Regions from separate parts of the Danio rerio genome. Here region 2 is linked to region 1. The links are chromatin contacts, called in public Hi-C maps. All regions are on one chromosome and are shown on one strand. The core of a region is the stretch at or near the end of the contact, and the rest is flanking DNA. Distances in the headings are between cores, read along the strand shown.

Region 1 (5,162 bases), core at 780-3,279:
ATTGTCATATTGGAGTGATAAACACACAACAAGTCTCTCTTTTGTTTTTATTTATTTTTTTTTTTATTTCTTGATGTTAAAATAGGACCCAAATCCCAGTGATTTTGAGGTACACCGCATTGTGATGTAGGAATACGTTTTTTTTTTTTTATTTATTTATTTTTTTTCGCCCACCAAATTGATTGACAGGTACCATGTTTTTTATAATGACATGTATTCACATGTCCTTAGTACATTTATTTTAGCAAATAAACTGGATTAAAATATTTGTTACAACTGTGATTTTTATAAGACAGTAAAATCGCTATGTAATTCCTAACCGTTAAAATTACCACGGCTGCATAGTGTCAGTAAACTCTAATTTGTGAGTGTGTGTGTTTATACTGCAAACAACATTTGTTTGAGACTCATCATTTCAGAAATGCTTAAATAGACTCCACCACAAATACATCAAATAAACTTACTTGGTATTTTTGACTGAGCCGTATTTCAGCTTCATCCGAGTCTGTCACTGTGCTGTTTATCTGATCTAGCTGATGATGAGAAGCAGACATGCACGGAGGAACTGTGGGCAGGGAGAACCAGTTCATTTAGATTTAAAGCCACAGGCTACAGAAACCGCTACAATGTATTCAGACACCAAAATGGGCAGATTCTGGAGGTTATAATAAATAACCTGATGGGTATTTTGAGCTGAAAAGCTTATCTTACATCTTGTAAAAGGGATAAATACGTCATAAAAGAACTTGATGCTTTTTTGCAATGGTTAAGATCACAAAAAAGTGAGCTTCAAATTTCAGATTATTCCTTTTTATTTTCAGATTATAGAAAAGCTGAAAAAATGTGTTTTGGTTTCTTTTAAAAACTCAAAATAGGTTTTTATTCAGAAATTAAAAAGCTGTTTAAAACCTTTAAAATGATCATTTTCAGCAAAATTTCAGATTTCTATTTCAAATGAACGTTCTTACTTTGAGCTCATTAAAACATCTGGATCATATAAATTTAACAACATTTTAACATTTGACAATTAATCTAGTATGTTAGAATGATTTCTGAAGGATCATATGACACTGAAGTAATGAGGGTTTAAAAAATCTTTGTATCACATGTATAAATGACATTGGAAGAGTTCACACAGATATTGCTGGACTCTATTAGCAGGTTTGGCATGTTGCCCTGGTAGAGAACCCTGAGCTTGCAGATAAATGAACTCAGGGCCCCTGCCAGGTCTTTTAGCAGGTAAGGGGGTCTGAGATCAGGTAGGTCTTGAGAGCTCCCCTTAGAACAAAAGGAAAAGGAGTAGATGGGGTGGAAGGGGGTATTTTTCCAAAACGAAGACAAGGCAGTAGGGTGAAAGCGGTCTATTTATAGTAGGCTTGGATCAATCTGATTGGATTATTACTGATTATGGATAAGAGAACACCCGCGATCATGTGCTCCTCTGGACATAACTTTAAAAACTTCACTAAAATAGAAAGTAGTTGCTTTGTATTGTAATATTTCATAATTTTACTAGTCTTATGTTTTTTACCATATAAATGTAGCCTCCTTGAGTTTAAGAGCTGAAATATTACTGATCTCAACCTTTTGAACAAAGCTTGCACAACCTTTTGTGTTTTCTGAATGTTATATTACAAAAACACATGTAGATTAAAGAAAATTATACCCACTTTTGTATAATAAATGATGATGAGTGTATAGTTAATCCTAATAAAGTTTATTTATTGTATATATTTATTCTTATTTTATTATCCTGTTGTTGTTGTTGTTTTTAACAGTTACTGGCTGACCAACCATGTCCAGATCAAACGTCCCACCACTGGACTGCTGATGTACACCATGGCTACTCGCTTTTGTGATGAGATCCACCTGTATGGCTTCTGGCCCTTCGCTCACGACCCTGACGGCAAACCAGTCAAGTATCACTACTATGATACACTAACGTACCACTACACATCTAGTGCCAGTCCACACACAATGCCTCTGGAGTTTAGGACCTTAAGTGCTCTTCACAGACAGGGGGCGCTGCGGCTGCACACGGGACCATGCAAACCTCCTACATGAATTCTTTAAACACTGGACCTTACACACACACAAAGGAAGGAAATGCTGTGAAAAAGTCTGGAACAACTGAATATTTCAGGTAAATCTTTGACCATAAGTGAGAACGCAATATATGAAGAGGGGATGTTTTCCAAAGTGTTCAATTTTAAAAAGGTTTTTAATCCCCCATGCTGTTTGATAAGAAGCCCCTTTCTGGTGTTAGTTTTTTTTCATATCATTTGTTTTTTACATCATTCATTAAGTGTCTTAGTTTATTAAATGCCAAATATGGCCACAAGATGGAAGCAAATCGTAGAGGAGAAAATACAGGGTTTCTGCAGGTTTCATAAAAAAGACTTTAGGACTAATTCAGAAACATGATGAATGTCATTTCATTTTTTTTTTTATTTCAAAGACCTAAATCACAAATATTGATTTTGTTTTCTTGTCATACTGTTACTGTAAACTTTATTGTCACCTTTTAGGAGAATTTTTTTCTGCAGCATACTAGATTTACAACACATATATCACACCACACACTTAAGACAAACATTAAACAACATTAGTAGTACAAAAAAAAAAAAAAACTACCTCTTCCCATTAAAATTCAGCAAACCAATTGCAAAAGGAATAAATGAAAATTTAAATCTTTGCCAAAGATCCTGAGGGAAGTATTTAAAATGAAACAAAAAGAGAATGAAATATATCAGATGTAATCTGATGGCCTTTCATACAAATAGGACAACCCAGGCACTTTTATCCCTGATACTTTGCTGCAGGTTTTTAAAACCTCAGACAGCAAGTTCCTCTGTTTTACTTTTAAGATAGCAAACCAACAAATCAATGAAAATTATAAAATGCCACCATCAAAGAAAACTTGGAGCACAGTAAATGGGAAAATACAACAAATAATTTTTCACAATTGTTTTTTTTGTTATAATATAAGAAAAATGATATGATGATGTTATAAAGGCTATCAGAAAAAGGAAAATAATCGAGTGAGACTGATGACGGCAGCCAGAGGAGAAAATAATGTCAAATTTGCTGTACTTTCCCATAGACACGTTAATTCTTTGATTCGAATGGCAAAAAATGATGATATACTACTTACATAAACACAGAAATGTTCATAAGTTTTAAAAAGAATAAAAATATTAAAAACTTTAAAGTCTTATGAGGCTTATGAAAAAGGTCCATAGTACCTAGGTGCTTATTACTTTCCACTAATTCAATTTGGTGGTTATCAACCATAGTACTTAAAACTACATCCTGCTTCTGCCGCAGGTCAATGCACATCTCTTTCGTTTTCTGTGTTCAGATAGAGACCAGCCTCTCAACACCAATTTGTAAAATACTCAACAACAGGTCCATGTTCTGCCTCCTCATCAACCATCAAACTTACAATAATGATGTCATCCGCAAACTTAAGAATGTACTGATTTTCAAAGGGCCTATGACACTAATTTGTGTACAGAAGAAACGCATCCCTTGTCGTGAGTCCATAATATGTGTTAATGTATTATTTGTGTGTGTGTGTGCGTGCGTGCGTATATTTGAAGTTTGAGTCTTTCTTCTGTTGAACACAAAAGATGATGTTCTGAAGAAAGCTGGAAACAGTAACCATTGACTTCCAAAGTAGGGAAAATAAATGAGAAAATGATGACAGAATTAAATATATTTTTGTAAACTACCCATTTAAGGCTTAAAATTATTATTTTGAAATGTTGTACTTTTTAAAACCCTGCAGAAATCCTGAAATAAGAGTTTCATTTTGTCTTCAGCCTTTGGAACATTTTGTGTAAAATAAGGAACATCTAAATCATGATTGTCTTTTTTGTTGATGTTGCCTTTACAGTCGATGTGTCTGTTTAGCCCACAGATGGCATGACTGAATGTAGGACTGTTTTTTTCACAATTAAAATGGTACAGTTTAGACTTCGAATTAATATTTTAGAGGGGTTTTACCACTATGTTGTTGTATACATTTTAGACAGTACTTTGGATGATAATTTAGTGCCTCAAGTAGGAAAAAATGTTATGCTGCATCATGTGAAACTTGACAAAGTTGCCTTAGAAAGACATAGTGAGTAGTGTTGTGACCGTTGAGCCCAAAGTGTACTTTGCTTTTTATGTATGCTAGGGTCCACGCACATTGTGTGAAGCAAAATTGATCAGTATAGGACTTTTATGTACTTTTGTTTTTGCACTACTTTGCTTCTCCATAAGGTGTCAGCACTAAAGTTGCCTAGTTAGTTTGTTTACATGCACATTCCAGAGCTTCATAATGTTTCATAAGTTTGTAAGTAATGTCATGTTAACACATTACCTGGATTTCTAAGGTAAAAAAACAGCAGAAACATAATTCAATCATAACGGGTAGTTTTTGGCCCAACACCACAATTTTCCTTTGTATGTAAACACCTTTATCGGCGTTCTAGCAGTTCATGTCAAATTTAACAGAAAAAAGTGCTTAAACTGTAAATAGTGATGATAAACAACATCACAGCTTCTCTCAAATTTCCTGACAACAGTGTGTTGTAACTGTCCAGGTACACTAACATACAGCTTTTTTGTGCTGCTGCATTTTTAAAAGATAAAAAAAAAAAGATAAATGTTGGTAATCGATAGCCAAGGCAGAAATTACTCCTGTTCTCATTCAAAATGCGGTGTGGGTAATTTGTCAGTGCCAGAGAGAGCTTAACATGCAGCAGTTTAAGAAAACACATTGAATTACAAAGAACACCAGCAAATTAAGAAAAGATCTTCATCCATTTGACACCATATACGTTGTAAATCCTCTCAACGACAACAAATAAAAAAATTTTAAAAACACGATGAGAATTCTCACAAGGCAAGCAAATCAAGAAACCGTGCTGCAATTTCTCACACCCCATGTAAATGGCACAGAACTCAATGGAAATGGTTCAAGGGGACCCAAAAAATGGACTGACCCAGCTGGGATTTGCTTATTGTGCCGTGACTATAGAGTGAAGGAACTATGAAGTCCCCTTGTAGGCCAATCAGCTGCTAGCATAAAATCCCCATAGGGTTTTCTCATAGGCATTTTGAAGATTGCAAATACTAAGCTCTGGGATCAAACACAGTTCATTACACTTGCA
Region 2 (4,954 bases), core at 526-3,025, 200 kb before region 1:
TAATGCATATGCACAAGTATAATATTGTATAGCATCCTATTAAAAATATGTATTTAAAATATAAATTGTGAGGGGTGTACTTACTGTATATATGCTGAGCACTGTATCATTTGTTTTTTCTATTTTATAGTGTGGACATGTTTTTGTTTTTTAAACGTATAAAAACACCAGTATGGACAAGGAGCATTTTCAGTCTAAGACTCCATATAAGATAACACTTGCATTTTTGTAAATGCAGCCTTAGTTGCTCATACAGAGGGTCTAGCTGTGGTCACATTAAAGATTTCAAACTCTTATGAAAACCACATTGCCAAGCTTGCCAAGTGTGAACACACCCTAAAACACTTATTTCTCCTATTTCTCCCCAGACAATGGACTTTCACTTTTCTTGACAGCTCCCTATATTCAACATGTTCTCAGTGGAAGCCATCACCTTGGCAGACATGTTAGGGCAACCTCTTAAGTGCCCAAGCGGAAGGTCCAGCTGTAGTTACATGAGAGGTCCTGAACGAGAGCAGGGTTCATCTCTCTCAGTGGGTCTAAAATAGGTCATATCAGACCTAATAGGCTTTATTTCCAGAACTCCCATCAGCTTCACAGTGAATCTGTTCGCCTGCGGGCAAACACTGCAGACATGCTCTTCACAATTCCCTTAATGCCTGCTAACTTCTTCACAGACACTCTGGATTCTCTGATACGATCCACCAGCCCATGGAAAACCATGAGAACGCTGTGGTAGTTCTCAGCAGCCGAGACCTCATAAAACTGACAATCCGCTGAGAGTGCAAGCAGCCGGCCCTCCTCACTAAGCACTGTACGGCGATGGTGCAGGTCTCTCTTGTTTCCTACTATAACTATGGGCATCTTCTCAAAGCCCAGAAAGTCTTTGGTGGTTTTTATTGTATGAACGAGTCTGGAGACAGTGTTGAAACTGGCTCTGTCACAAATGCTGTAGACCAGCACCAAACCGTCCGCCCACTGAAGTCTTTTCTCACACAGCAGAGTCTCGAAGGATGGGTCCTGCTGAAAAGACAACCACTGGGTGTTAATTCAATATTTCAAATGGTGTAATGTTATTCAATAAAGAGCATTTTATACATGAAAAAAAGATCAAACTAAACTTTTATGCTGAGCTACAGCTGTTGATAAGACAAACACTGGGTATTCGTTCAGCATTTAAACCAGAGTATTTAATATATTCACTACAGAAATTTTATGTGTCAGCTTAAAACCAGCCAACACGGCCGAGATAGTGAACCAGCATTTTAGACTGGTTTATGCTGTTATTATTTTTCTTCTAAATAATATTTATTTATTATTACTATTATACCTTTCGTTACTATTACTTGTTATATATACAAATAGGTTCTGAAACATTACTCACCTGTGAATACGGCGCATCCCATATATTCAGAGTTTGCTCTCGTCCATCCACAACAATATTGTGAGTGTAAAACGATTCTACAGAGAAAACAGGTTTGTGAAACATTAAGAAAGAAACATAACAAAACTTATAAATAAGCCAATGAATGAACTACTTACCGATATCACCATATTCCCCAATAAATCTGCGAGTCAGGAACCGGACAATGAGAGCTGCAAAACAAAAGTTGCAATCATAAACGTTACTTATGTGAGAAAAGCAGAACAAAAAAGAGAAACGCATGCATGTTATAAACTTATTGCTAGTTAATAAACTCACCAGATTTACCAACATTGTCAGTGCCTAGAACAACGACGTTTGCGTCCATTCTCTGTCCGTTTAGTCCAGTCATGTTGTTTAGAAAGATGCTGCGAGAGAATGATCTGGCGCGTCTCCGCAGCTGTCAACAAAGTTGAGGAGAAGGCGGAGCTTAGACGTGCTCGCTCCCGTGATGATGATATGATGATGCATCGCCGGTGAGTTTAATCAAAGAGTTTGGTTTCATGAACTACTGGAGGAGCAAATAGCAAGCGGCTGTAAGTCAAATTCCTGAATTTAGTTATCATATTTTCTTTATCGTAAGTGTGAATACTGTACTTGTTTGACCACTGTTTATTGTTTACAAAGATTTTTTTGTCAGAAAAGTAACCTGTTTAAGTCCACAAGGTGGCATGAGTGGACTAGCAGGTTTGTAGACACTGATCCAGGGTTTGGGGTCATTCCACAGAAATTAAAGTTTTTCTGTCCCTAGTGTAACAAAAATATTAAATCTTTAGGTTCAATTTTTTTTTTTAAATATTTAAATCAAACACTATTATGCACATTAGTCTACTAAAGTATTGATGCCTTGGAACATGGCATTGCTGTTATGGTTTAACACAAATCTATTATTTTGAACCAAATAATATGACATAACTTGACTTTCTTCTTCATGTTTCCTAAAGATTTATAAAGAAAGGCCCATCAGAAATTATTCATGATTTTATATGAAGCTTTTGGCCTCGCTGGTATGATCTCTGTTGCTAGAATATGAATTGATTGGACTACTTAATTTAGTCAACAGCCTTCAGACATGAAAAAATGTCATTGGTGTTTTATTTTTATGTGTAACACTGAATGTCATTATGTTTCTTACTGGTGATTCATTACGTCAATAATACTGTTGTTGTTGGGTTTTTTGTTCTCTCCATAACATTACTTAAACTATGTCACATGTGACAAGAAATAACTTTACATCCCTTGTATTCTACTACACACAAGATTTATGATTAAGGAATGCATAAATACACATTCATCATTTCAAATATTTTCATTGTTATTGCACATACTGTATATGGTAATGAAATTAACTTGTATCACTAAATCACACTTTTAATAAAACAAATAAAACAAGCTTCATATCTGTTACAGTATCATTATTTTGTTTTCTTTAACTCTAACTAAATGTGCTGAAAATAACCAGGAAATGTTGTTTTATAAAAGCTGTTAATATTTAAAAAACGTAGATAACACTGGTGACAAACAAATTATATGTTGTGTTCTTTAAATAGATGTATGATTATGAAAAGCATTAAGCTGCCATTTATGTTTTCATAAAACGCGTTTGTGTAGAATGTTCTTCTTTTCTTTCTTTTTACAATAGTTGCAGTGTATAACTAGTCAAAAAAAAGTACTGTTTTAGTTTGTTGTTTTAAAAATCTTGTTCAGTCCTAAATAGTGTCTGTGTATTCAATGCATTCCACCTCACAGTTTTAGCATAGTAGTCATCTAAAATACACTTTTTAACAGTTTTTTTTTTTTTTTTTTTTTTTAAATACTGTAGGTTGAGAACTAAAAATGGTCATCAACAACATCCTTTTGCTGTTTGGACTGTGGAAAATAGTTATGGAAAGTTAAAATGAAGTGCCTTGTCCACATTTGGCCACTAGGGCTCAGCATAATCCCAAAAATTACAAAGCTTTCGTGCCAGAGTTGGTTTAGAAAAATAAATAAATAAATAATAAGGTAAATTAGTATTTATATTATGCTACACATTCTTATGTGTTTTTACAATAACAAATTGTTTATGTATCTTTATTTTAGGTTTATTAAATGTATTTTCTTAAACATTTTAATTAGATTTATTTTATATTGTGTAATTTGTTCGGCTTATAATGTATGACAAGTATTATTTTTTATTCATTATTATATGCTTTTTCTACCTTGGAGCTCTGTCAGAGGAATATGTTTACATGATAATGCTGTATATCAAATCTAAAACATAGACTTACTGAAAGAATAACAGCCATTTGTGTATACTAAGCATTTATATAACGAATAAAGTCATGGTTTGCGTGTGGCCACCAGTCTTCTCATTAAAGATATGGGTGGCCTAAAGGGTGCAGCTCTACTTGATTTATATTTTGGCCCAAAGGAAGAGGTACCATTTTCCTCACTACAGTAGAGAGAATGGGCTTTTGTTTGGATTGCAGTGACCTTCATTGATTCCTAGACATCTGCATAGTTCAGTACTATATCTCAAGTCAAACGCTCAGCTGACTGTCCGCACGTTTCCTGCATGCTGAGTAGATCTGCTCTCATGCCAGGCCGTAATCCTACCTGATGGGATGCTTTAAATAGTGCCTGTGTAGAAAGTGTTCAGTATCTGGGGGTCTGCATAATCTTTCCCTGCTACTGACCTGAAGTCACCCTGCTGAGCTGCTGGTGTGTGTTTGTGTCTATATATACACTACCAGTCAAAAGTTTGGGGTCAGTTTTTTTTTATTTTTATTTTTTTTAGAAAATTATTCTGTTCATCAAGGTGACATTTATTAAATGTTTAAAAAACAAATGAAATTATTACTCCAGTCATCATTGCTTTTACCATTAATAATAATAACAATAATAAATATTATTTATTATTATTAAATATTGGTAAAAGCAATGATGACTGGAGTAATAATTTCATTTGAAACTACATACAATAAGAAAGCAGTTATTTAAAATTTTAACAAATATTTAACTTTTTTTTACATTTAATAAATGTCACCTTGATGAACAGAATAATTTTCTAAAAAAAAATACTATAATACATGATCCTTAATAAATCACTCTCTATTATTATTATTATTAAAATTATTATTATTATTATTATTAATATTACAGTGGTTTGTTAAGGATCATGCAACTCTAAAGACTGGAGTAATGAAGATAAAAATAATTTTTAAAATCAATAATTAATGAATTAAATTAAATTATAAACTACTTTGAACAGTTCTTTTATAATGTAATAACATTTCACAATTTTGCAATTTGTACTGTATTTTTGATTAAATAAATGCAGTCAAAACGGCATATTTTACTCCTTCTCTTGGAATTTCCTTTTTCTGTTGAACACAAAAGAAGATCATTTGAAAAATGCCGAAAGCCTGTAACCATTTACTTTTTTAACAGGTTTCTAACATTTTTCAAAATATCTTTAAAATAAGTGTGTGTTTAACAGGAAAAAGAAACTCTTACTAAAGGTTTTGAAACACTTGAGGGTGAGTAAAT

The links. A called contact is a pair of places that touch in the nucleus more often than the background predicts.
Region 2: a contact with region 1 is called in a Hi-C map of an unstated tissue, with 5 times the contacts expected there. The contact joins the promoter of si:dkeyp-59c12.1 here to the enhancer-like site in region 1. A contact is called at or near these places in 1 of 18 Hi-C or Micro-C datasets (an unstated tissue) and 1 of 4 datasets of contacts at active chromatin or transcription factors (caudal fin).

Annotation. Positions count from the first base shown.
Region 1 is chr18:26,450,743-26,455,904 of GRCz12tu, reverse strand. st8sia2 (ST8 alpha-N-acetyl-neuraminide alpha-2,8-sialyltransferase 2) reads left to right here. Exons shown (of 6, transcript NM_153662.1): 6 at 1,779-2,628. The coding sequence ends at 2,064. Among named protein-coding and RNA genes, the nearest start is that of st8sia2, 24 kb to the left of the region's middle. Within about 2 kb of position 2,029, at least 6 of the 62 cell types and tissues checked have an H3K27ac peak or open chromatin away from gene starts, as enhancers often do.
Region 2 is chr18:26,648,524-26,653,477 of GRCz12tu, reverse strand. It overlaps si:dkeyp-59c12.1, which reads right to left and starts at 1,775. Exons shown (of 4, transcript NM_001044330.1): 1 at 1,703-1,775; 2 at 1,543-1,596; 3 at 1,385-1,461; 4 at 595-1,023. The coding sequence starts at 1,775. The coding sequence ends at 595. LOC141378836 (a long non-coding RNA gene) reads left to right here and starts at 1,912. Exons shown (of 5, transcript XR_012394331.1): 1 at 1,912-1,959.